Regions from separate parts of the Sus scrofa genome. Here region 1 is linked to region 2. The links are chromatin contacts, called in public Hi-C maps. All regions are on one chromosome and are shown on one strand. Each heading gives the region's core, a stretch centred on a gene start, on an enhancer-like site or on the middle of the called end of the contact. The rest is flanking DNA. Distances are from core to core; before and after follow the strand shown.

Region 1 (5,468 bases), core at 1,882-4,381, 190 kb after region 2:
GCTCTGTCCTGTTTACCTTCCACTCACCCGGGGCCGACCCCTGAAGCTGGACACGTGTGAGGCACCGACCGGCCGGCCAGAGCAGCCAGGGGCACGGGCTTTGCGGCCTCTTAGCTGTGTGACCTTGAGGAAAAGCCTGTGTTCCCCGCAGACCTTGGTTTCTTTATCTGTAAAATGGGGTGATCCCAGCTCCCTCGGCTGTGTTGTTGTGAGGATCAGATCAGCCAGCGTGTGCAAAGGGCAGGACGGCTGTTGTTGGAGGAGAGAATTCAAGGCACCTTCTCCAAGACATGCCGGCGAGCATCTGCTTCCTGTACCAGCCGAGATGGGGCTGAGAACAGTGCTCAGACAGAGCTGGTCATCCCTGCTTCTGCTGGAGGGGCAGCCTGTGGCACTGCTTGGCTGGAGAGGCAGCTGTAGGTTCAGATCCCTGGAGACAGAGCCCTGAGGCCCAAGACACTACGCAGCTCTTCTGGTGCCAGGAGCACTGCTTGCTCCTTCCTGGCCAGGTCTCCGGCCAGGTATCCATGAAGGCTGCGGGCTGGCTCCCACCCGGTGCACGTGTATGCCATAGAGAGGGCTGGTTTGCTAGGGAGAGAAATGCACACTCACATGAAAAAAATGACCAGTGATGAGGGAAGAAGGCAGCCACCACTGCACTCGATGTCCTGGGATCTTGTGGCTTAAACAAGAGGCTTCATGCCAAGCACCAGCCAAGTGCCTGAGCCAGGAGAGGGAATCACTGCCTTACACCTGCTAGGACCCTGCCCTCAAAACCTGAACCAAACCAAGACAAACAGGAAGTAACAAGTGCTGACGAGGATGGAGAGAAATTGGAACACTTGTGCCTCGTTGGTGGGGACACAGCACGGTGCAGCCGCCGCAGGAAACAGAGCGGCAGTTCCTCCGGCATTTAGAATATCACCACCAGGAGTTCCTGTCACGGCTCAGTGGTCATGCACCCTACTAGTATCCATGAGAATGCGGCTTTGATCCCTGGCCTCATTCACTGGGTTGGGGATCTGGCGTTACTGTGGCTGTAGTGTAGGCTGGCAGCTGCAGCTCCAATTCGACCCCTAGCCTAGCAACTTCCATATGCCGCAGGTGCAGCCCTGAAAAGACAAAAAATAAAAAATAAAGTAGAACCGCCATATGATCCAGCAATTCCCCTTCTGGATATTCACCCAAAAGAAGTAAGGGCAGGGTCTCAAAGAGATATTCGTACCCCCGTGTTCAAAGCAGCATTATTCAAATATGCAGAAGGCAGAAGCAACCCCATGTGTTCGTGGATGGAAGGATGGATGAGCAAATTGTGGTGCGCATCTACCCAAAAGGGAAGGAAATTCTGACACGAGATAGGACGTGGATGGACCTTGCGGACATTATGCTCAGTGAGATAAGCTACAGTTTAACTCCACTTATGTGGTCAAATGGTCAAATTCGTAGAGACAGAAAGTAGAACAGTGGTTCCCAGGGGCTGAGGGGAGGGGTGGGGAGTCAGTGTTTAATGGGACAGAGTTTCTCTTTTGCAAGACTGTTTGCCCAGCAGTGTGAATGGTCTTAACACTCCTGAGCTGCCCCCTTAAAGATGGTTAGGAGGGTAAATTTTGTATTTATGTATATTTTGCCACAGTTTTTTTTTTTAATTTAAAATTTAAGAAAAACTTAAAAGGAACTCAGTAAATATTGGCTGCACATAAATCCAGCTGAACTGAAGAAACGTGTTAGAGGGCAGCCCGAGGGTCCTACTGGTGACTGGATTTGCGGACACAGAGGAGCTGTTCCCAAGGGGCAGGGGGTGGCTCCCAGGGACCTTTGCTGTCAGTGTCTAGAGGAGAGATTCTGGGAGAAAGCATCATTAGGCTGAAAGCAGCCCCGTCCTGGAGAGGGAGCCACCCAGAGAATGAATAGCTGACCTCCTGTTCCCGAGCTTCTCTGCTAATTAAAACTTGCTGTTAGTGGTGTAGGGGCCTGGCCCTTGCTGGCTCGGTTGGGTTGTTGCAGCCTAACTGCCCTCCCCTGGGGCTGACTCAGGAGCGTGTGAGGAGTTACCCGTAGGCCCCTTAGTGAGTCTTTCTGCCCCTGGAGCTGGGAACCGCACAGTCAGGAACCCACGAGGTGATGAGGCGTCTTACTCTGCAGATGCCTGGATAGTGTTTTTTCACTGGGTGGGGGAGGGACGGCGGGGGCCATCAGTGCCCTGGTGAGCATGGCCAGTGCCCGGCCCTCAGGCAATGTCACTTCCAGTGGAAGTGGCCTCCTTCCTGCTGATTGCCTCTGGGCATCCCTCCACCCTCCAGGCGGCTGCATTCTTCCCAGCTTTCTCTGTAGACGCTGTGTTGGGCCACACGGTCTCAGGTCTCACCGGGGCTCCTGCCCTCAAGAGGCTGGTTGTCCAGAGGCATCCTTGCCGAGAGTCCCAGAAAGGAGAGGAGTCGGGGTGGCTGCTTGGGCAGTAGGGACACGGGGCTTGGGTGCGCTTACAGGTCCCCCATGGCAGGTGGGCAGGAAGTGAGCGCCCAGGGTGGGGGAGGTGACTGGAGGGGGAGAAGGGAGGGAGAGGAAGGTTAGAGGGGAGGCAACGGGGAGGCAAGTCTGGCTCCTTTTCTGACAATGGTGGCACCTCTGAGGACCAGCCGTCCATCTGCAGAAGGCACTGATAGGTCTCTTGCTCCAGCTCCTGCCTATGTCCCACGGTGGATCAACAGCTCTGGGACCTGTCCTGGCCGGGCAGGGTCCCCATGGGTCACTGCAGCCTCACTGCCCCTCCCCTCGCTGCAGGGGCCTGTGTGAGGAGCAGCTGCCAGGGACCATGCAGGAGAGGGTCCCTCCCACCCAGCTGTCCAGAGGGCAGGCCCTCGGCACCCCCAGCTTCCCACACTCTCTTGCCTTTGGGGACAGGGCCAGGTGGTGCTGGTGGGCTGGACCCCAGGGTCCCCACACAGGGCCCAGGGGTGAGCCTCGAGCTGGCGTGGCTGCACCAGCCTCCCGGGCACCCGTCACACTTTGCTTTGATCTCGGCTGCGGATGTGATGATCTGCCGCAGCTGCAGCTACTGATGTTGGAGGGGGTGCGGGGGCGGGGCCTTGCCCAGGAAGGAAGGCGGCTGATGCGCTAGCAGTCAGGGCCAGGCCCTGGAGACACAGCCAGGCACCCCTTACAGTGGAGGGTCCAGCAAACACTTCATTTCCTAGGGCCTGAGTCATTCCAACATTTCAGAGAAAATGCAGGCTGCTGCCCAGAGCTGAGGAAGCCCACAGCTGTTCCCTCCTGGTGCCAGACACGCCCCTAGAGCACAGCCCCTGGGGTTTGCTGCAGGAGCTCTCAGCTCTGCGTCAGGCACTTCCTCTCCCTCTCAGACCACCAGTGCCCTCCACCGTGCCCTCTGGGGCTTTTCCAGCTACCTGGCCCAGGGCTCGGCCCCTGGACACGTGCTCTGCCTAAGGAAGAGCCACACCATGCCTGACCTCTGGGTCCCCGGCTCCAAAGCTGAGCAGAAAACGGATGTCCAGGGTCAGCCCGTGGCTGCGCTCCAGGCCTGGCCTCCGGGTCCTGTGGGGTCCAGGCCCCTCCTCCCCGCTCCCAGCCTCAACCTTGTTCCCGGCAGCCACAGCAGCCTGCCCTCTGCCCTCCCTGACTGTCTGTTTCCCTTGCTTTCATTCATTTCCCATGCATTTGTTGAATATATATTTTTAGCAAAAAAGAAAAAAAGAGCAACCCAAATACCAGCATGACCTGTTCCACCAGGCGCGGCGTCTGCTTTCTTGGTCTGGGGAAATATACACAAAGCATTACATAGCAGTCATTGCAATTAGCGGCATGTGCACGTGAGCCAGCAGCCTTGGGCCCTCCAGGTACCGCTCTGGATTGGAGCTGCTGTAAGAGGCACAGAGGAGGGAGGAGGGGGCTGGCTCTCTGGGCCTTCCCCCTCTAAGGCTGCCTTCTCTGGGACCCACTGTCAGCACACAGCTTCCCTTGAGGACAGTGCTTTATTAAATCAGCCCATCTTAGGTCCTCAGCCTCCATCAGGCATTCAGGCCACAGCAGGGGCAGGAGCAGAAGATGTGCTTGGAAACCTCAGCCTATCTGCACCCCACACCCATCCCCCTCAACATACTAATGGCTCAAGGATAGTTACAGGTCCTGAGGGACAGCCAGACCTGCCAGGTCCCCCAGAAGCCCTTGGACCAGAGAAGGAGCATCAAGGCCATGTCCCCACTGTGTCCAGGCAGCCGCCCTGACTCCTCAGCCACATATTGGGGCGGTATGTGGCTGAGGCTGTAGCAGTAACCATGCATTTGCAGTGGCCAAGTCACTGGAAATTCCAGGTGTGCACAGCCCTGCCTCCCATTCAGGCTCCACTCAGGCCCCAGTGTTGTCACAGCTGCTCCTGCTGGCTCTTCCTGCCTCTCACCTTTCCGGGCACCTCTTTCTGGCTCCCAGGGGCGTGGCAAAGGGGGAGCAGGTGTCTTACTAACATTGGCTCCCAATGTCCCCTGGGTCTGATGGGAGTAAGGGGGAGGTTTCTGCCTTCTGCCTCCAGTTTACGCAGTGAGCTCCACTTCCAGCAGCCCACGTTGACCTGGGTCAGCATCTCTGCCAGCTTCCTCATCTGTAAGGGGGCGGGGGGGGGGAGTCTGTCCCCACCTCATTGGTTGGATGGGATGATTAAGTGCAATCCCACTTGGCTTGGTGTTGACATTAATTAATTGCTTAATTCATTAATTCTGGTGAGCACCGTGGGTGTCAGGTATGGACGGCTCTAGGTTCTGGGGATAAAGCAGTGACATAGAACTTCCATGGAGTGGTATGTGTATGAGGGTTTGTGGAGGGAACAGACAGGAAACAAGTAAAAAATGAGGGGATTTCAGACAGTAACATGTGCTAAGAAGACAGTAAATTGTATGGGGTGGGGGCCAAGGGCTCAAGCAGAAATTCAAATGAGGAAAAAGGAGCTGCGTGTCATGTAAGGAAGGGCTTTCTAGGCAGAGGGATCCTTTAAAGCTGAACCAACTGTATCAGAACAGGAATTGAATCCTACCTCAGAGGAACATTGCAGATCCAGCTTGGGGTGAACCCTGAGGCCACCTGGGCCTGACCATGCACCAACAACTCTTTAGGAGATGTTCTGAGAACACACAGGGCCAAGCTCCAGGAGGCTTGTGGTTTGGTGAACATTCTCTCCATAGGGCTGAGCAGATCCATCAGTTACCCTCTAGTATCCATTCTTGCTCTTCTTCCATCCTTCTTTGTCCCTTCCTCCATCCTCTGCCAGGAATGTGGATGTGATGGCTGGAGCTCCAGCTATCATGTTGGACCATGAGTAAGAGGCACACATTCTGGAGATGACAGACTAGTGAGCTGGAAACCTCTGGTGTCTGTGACCTTTGTAGAGTGGACTATTTACCTCCATACTTTGTCATGAGAAAGAAAAAATAAACTGCTATTTTGTTTAATTCACAAACAAG
Region 2 (5,475 bases), core at 2,656-5,155:
ATTGTAAATAGTGCTGCTGTGAACACTGGGGTGCATATATCTTCTTGAATTACAATTTTTATCTTTTCTGGACATACGCCCAGGAGTTGGATTGCTGGATCATATGGTAGTTCTATTTTTAGTTTTTAAAGGAACCTCCATACTATTTTCTATTGTGGCTACTGTAATAATCTCTTAATGTTATTATTTAATCAACCTTTTTTTTTTTTTTGCTGTTGGATATTTCGATGTTTCCAAGTTTTTCACTCATACAAATGTACTATAATTAACAAATTCAGTGTGCTCTTAATTACCCCCAAAGGAAATATCCATGGTCACTTTAAGGAGTCTTTTCTAGAGTGAATCATGCATTCGACATACAATGAGTGTCCACACATGCCAAGCACTATGCTTTGCACAAAGAAAAATGAACACAGTTCTCCTCCGAAGATGTTTAAGAAGACGTGGGGAGGGGGTAGGAGAAAGGGTGCATTCACATCCAGGTGTCACAACACAGGCAGAGAGAGTGTTCACCTCAGCCCCTTCCACAGAGAGTCAGATCCTGCCACGACAGACAGAAAGATTCCCATCGCCTCCCAAACCCCAAATCAGAATTGTGCCTGGTTTCCCTTTGTCATGTGGAGAATCTGTTACCTGGAAAGGGAGCACCGAGGGCTGTGTTCCAAAGTTAGAAGCCAAGATTTGGGTACACGTTGCAAGACCAAATATTTAGGAAGTAACTTTTTCTGGAAGGGAAAGAACATATCTTAGCTGAAAAGAGAAGTGAAAAACGAAACTGGAGAGGCATGAAGGTAATATTGACTTGCCAAATTCACACAGTGCCTACCTTTCAAAGAGCCTGGCTGTAAATTCCACATAATCCCAGTGAGTTCCCTAAGGCATGTGGTGCGGTCATTTCACTGTCACTTTCATCTGCCTGGTCCCCTGCCCAACTCTAGCTCACCCTTGGTCACCCCTCTGAGAGTAGGATCATGGTATCAACGTGTGTTTGGAGCCAGACCCTCCTGGGCTAAGTCCAGGCTCCAGAGTTTACCAGATGGATGACTCTGGACATGTAAGTTAAAGCTCTAGGCCTCAGTTTCCCCATCTGTAAAATGGGCATAATAATCACAACAGCAACACCAGCCTTATCCTTGCAATGAGGATTATTGATTAGAGCCTTTTCTTATTTTTATCAAAGTATAGTTGATTTACAGTATTGTGCCAATTTCTGCTCTATAGCAAAGTAACCCAGTCATCCACACATACATTCCCTTTCTTCTATTATCTTCCATCATGTTCTTTCCCAAGAGACTAGATATAGTTCCCTGTGCTACACAGCAGGACCTCATTGCTTATTCATTCTAAATGTAACAGTTTGCATCTGCTAACCCTAAACTCCCTGTCCCTCCCACTCCCTTCTCACCCCCACCCCCCACTCCCCCTTGGCAAACACAAGTCTGTTCTCTATGCAACAGGATTAAGTGAGATAAAGTGGTAAAACACCTATCACCCCCCCAGAGCACTCAGCAGTGTTAACTGTCACTATTATTCCTGTATTGCCCTGTGTAAAGAAGGGGCAAACCAATTTTAATATTCGTTTAAACACATAATCAGGCTCATGGGCCTCTGAAACACAGGCTTATAATGCATTCTAAAGCTAAATGGAGGAGCTATTTGGATTTATGTCATTTCTGATTTTCTCTCTTAGCTTGAAAATGGAGTGTGAACAGACCAGAATGAAGAGGCCAGATTTATCTTGTAGCCAACAAGATCTAGATCATCATTCACAGTAGAAAGACGGATAAGGCTTAATGCCTCTGGTAGGGGCGTTTGCATTTTAAACTTCGCCAAAACTTGGCCAAAGGAGCAAAGATGGAGCTGTGAGTTTTCAGACACCAATCAGGGATCCTACAGAGGCATTCTGGTGTGGTGAATGGTGGCACTCTTGAAACTATCCCAGGAACTCATTCACTCATTCCAAACATATTTATTAAGGAACTGCTCTCTGCTGGACATTGTTCTGTACATTTGAGATATACTGGTGAACAAAAAGGACAGAGAGCCCTGCCCTTATGGGATTGACATTTAATCAGTGGGGGATACAGACAATAAACAAGGTAATTAATGAACAAGTAGACTATACACTATGTTATACAGGGAGGGATTAAATACCAAATAAAAGTAGGGAGAGGGGAGATCGAAGTTGCTAGAGGAGCCGATTCGGCAGCTTGTGGTGCAGTGGTCCCTTGATATTTGCGGGTTGTTGGTTTCAGGACCTCCATGTGTATCAAAGCCTCCCGATGCTCAAGTCCCTTTTACGAGATGGTGTCCCTTAGTTGCCCTCACCCCATCTGCGGTTCCTCAACCGCAGATTCAACCAACCGTGGATCCATCCGCAGATTCGCAATCTGTGGATACTGACTTTGGACTGTACTAGGTATGGTGGTGAGGGTCAATCTTCATGAAAAAGTGAGATTTGAGCAAAGTCTTGAAGAAAGTGAGGGAGTTTATCAGGTGATATCTGAGGAGAGAGTGTTGCAGGCGGTGGGGATAGCTAGAGCAAAGGGCGCCAGTTGTGTGTGTGTTTGTGTGGGCACACGCGCGCGCCACGCGCCCATGAAAGGGAGTAGACTTCCTGGAAACCCTGGGGTACAGCACGGGGCCAGTGAGGCTGGAACAAGTGTGAGATCAGTAGGAGGCCTTGAGAGAAGCTGTCCCCGCTGTTCACAGGGCCCCCGGGAAGGCTCCTCTGAGGACACGGGCTTTGACTAAGTGGACTGGGGAGCCCTGGGGGTTTGAGCAGAGGTGCTGGGATGCGACACTTTGCATGTGTGGCTCTAAATGTAGCACTGAGAAAATATCAAAGGAGGGGAGGGGGCCACCGGCCTCTGCAGAAACGCAGGTGAAGGACAGGAGGATGTTGGCTCAGGCCCGAGATAGGACAGAGAAGTGGTCACATTCAGAATTTTTCTGTATTTCCCAGAGGATCGGTGTAAGGATGAGAGAAAGGAACCCAAGAACGACCCCAGCGTTTTGGTTCCATCAACGGAGATGGGGGAGGGGCAGGTGAGGAGCAGGTATTGCTTGGAAGAGAAAGAATTCTGCGTTTGGATCTGTTAGGGTTCAGATGTTCGCACTGATTTGGCTGTGTAGCCTGGCGCTCAGGAAGACAGGCCTGGGCTGAGGACACAAATTTGCTGTGGACAGTGGCTTAAGGCCAGGGAAAGAGATGGGCTCGCCCCGGGGAATTGTGCAGTTGGGGAGTGGGGTCTGGGCGCAGGAAGTGGAAGTTTTCCCAAGAGGGAGCTGTAGGCCGCCCTGCCAGGGTACAGGCCGCCCCACTCTCAGGAGCCCGGGCCTGCAGGGGGTGCCATGGACCTTCCTTGTCTGCCTGAGGCACGGGGAGAAAGGTTTGCTGATCCGGGAAGGAGAGGCGCTCAATAGATTCCCGCCGGAGTGGCAGAAATAATTAAGAGGAGAAGGTAAGGATATCCTAGCAGCACGCTGCTCGGCCCGCCTCGGAGGAATTGAGAAACCCCGGGTCTATTAATCTGCTCAGACATCTGGGCACCACTGCCTTGCCAGGAGGCTCCGCCTCTCGGGCCCTTTCCCTCTCTGCCCTCGCCTCTTCCCACCCTCGCCTCTCCACGCCACTCGTGCACCGGTTCTGATCGTAATCGATCGAACAGAGCTGTGGGATCACGGCTCGTTTTGCTGTTTTGCTTTCTGGTCCGATCTGCAGAGACTCTAGGTGGGCAGACGGCAGCCCCTCCAGGAATTGCGCGCCAGAGGCCGCGCCGCTGTGGGGGCCGCGCGGGCCCCGGGGGCCGGGGCGGGGCGCGAGGGGTGTGTCCGGGCGGCATGTGGGCAGAGGCGCGGGCCGCCGGGCAAGTGGGGGCTCAGGCCGGGCTCAAGTCCGCGCCGCGCGCCCCGCGCCGTGCGCCTGGCCCCGCGCGCCGCCGCCACATCTGGAAGCGTTCAGCGCGTCCGCCTGGGGCGCGCCGGGCGAGCGGGCGGGCGGGGCGGCGGGCCGCGGGGTGAGCGCCGCGCTCCGCGCTCCTGCCCGCGGCTCCCTCTCGCCGCCTCTGCAGAAACAGCTTCTGCCAGAGCGGCGCGCGGCGCGGCCCGGAGCGGCGGCGCCTTCCTGCCTCCTCGCCCTCGGGACTCGCCGGACCTTTGGGCAGAAAAAGCGGAGCAGAGCCGGGAGGACGCGCCGAGAGCGGGCGGAGACGGTTCAGGCCGGCGGCCGGCGGGCCCCTCCCGTCCTGGGGTCCGCGCTCCCCTCTCCCCCTTCCGCCTCCTCTTGCTCTGCCTCTCCATTTATTTTTTCAAATGCTGTGGCCGCCAGAGGTGCGGCGCTGAATTCTTGGAAGGGGCCCGGATGTGCTGAGGATGCATTACAATTTCACTGAAGGAGGCGGTAGTGGAAAGGATCAGTTTTTGGTTTTTGATGCAATAATGGGAATCAGGTAATCAGCCAAAGGAAAGAAGAGATACTGCAGATCCACGGCTTCCTCGAATTTTGCACGAAAGCCGCCGACCTCGGAGGAGGGATTAGTGCAGACCCGCTTGGGGGTGTTTGACATTTCTTCCTCTTTGTGGCTTCTTCTCCCTTTAAAACAATTCTTGGTCCATGGTCAATGAAAACACGAGGATGTACATTCCAGAGGAAAACCACCAAGGTAAGGCTAGCCCCCGCCGCCGCGCCCGTCAGCCTCGCCGGCTCATCGGCGCGCCCCGCGGCCCCGGCCGGTCCCCGACGCGCGTCCTTCTCCCAGAGCGGCCGGGAACCCGCCGGACCCAGGCCGAACCGCGCGGAGCCCCAGCGGAAAATCCCCGCCCCTCCCCCGCCCGCGGCCCCCGAGCCGGGCGTCCGGAGAAATTCCAAGCAGGGGGAAAAGTTCCCAAGTGTCTGCTCCTGCCTCGTTGGCTCGTGCTGGCCGGAAGAGCCCGCCGAACGGCCCGCGAGCCCCAGCCCGGCGGCCGGGGTCCTCGCCTCGCCCGGGGCGCGGTTGGGAGCGCGCGCGCGCCCCCGGCACCCGGCCGGCCGGCGCCCCCGCCCGCTGCCCCGCGCCCCCGCCCCGGCAGCGCGCTCCAGGTGGCGGGTGGGGGCCGGGAGGCAGCCGTGAGTCTGGGAGTCTCGCCTCTCCCTTCCCCTCTCCCTCTCCCAGTGGACTACCCGCCCCCCCCATCTCTCTCCCTCCCTGTGTCCCTCTTCTCTGGCTCACCTACACCCACCCACCTCGCTGCTGCCGCTGACCCCCAGCGCGCCCACGCCCCGTGTGTTCGGATTCGCACCCACATGTGGGCTAGCACCTGAGGATGTCAGCGGTTGGGATGCGGGCGGTGTGTGGGCTCTGCTTTTTCATGTTTTGAGGCAATAATGAAAGGGTGTGCCGAGCTCACGCGGCTGCACACTATCGCCCAGTGTTTTCCCAGCAGCTCCATCCTTGGCATCAAGTGTCAGCAGCTCCCCCTGTGAGGGGGAAAGGC

What was found. Hi-C and Micro-C count contacts between places; a contact is called where the count stands out from the background.
Region 1: a Hi-C map of embryonic fibroblasts shows a contact between it and region 2, with 2.1 times the contacts expected there. The contact joins the enhancer-like site here to the promoter of CACNA1C in region 2. A contact is called at or near these places in 6 of 47 Hi-C or Micro-C datasets (embryonic fibroblasts, heart right ventricle, mesenteric adipose tissue and 2 more) and 1 of 2 datasets of contacts at active chromatin or transcription factors (skeletal muscle).

What each region holds. Positions count from the first base shown.
Region 1 is chr5:69,199,735-69,205,202 of Sscrofa11.1, forward strand. The region is part of intron 4 of CACNA1C (voltage-dependent L-type calcium channel subunit alpha-1C); the gene reads left to right. Among named protein-coding and RNA genes, the nearest start is that of CACNA1C, 190 kb to the left of the region's middle. Within about 2 kb of position 3,132, at least 39 of the 83 cell types and tissues checked have an H3K27ac peak or open chromatin away from gene starts, as enhancers often do. A contact at or near this core is called in embryonic fibroblasts and skeletal muscle, where this site is marked.
Region 2 is chr5:69,013,049-69,018,523 of Sscrofa11.1, forward strand. It overlaps CACNA1C (voltage-dependent L-type calcium channel subunit alpha-1C), which reads left to right and starts at 3,906. Exons shown (of 50, transcript XM_021092981.1): 1 at 3,906-4,664. The coding sequence starts at 4,616.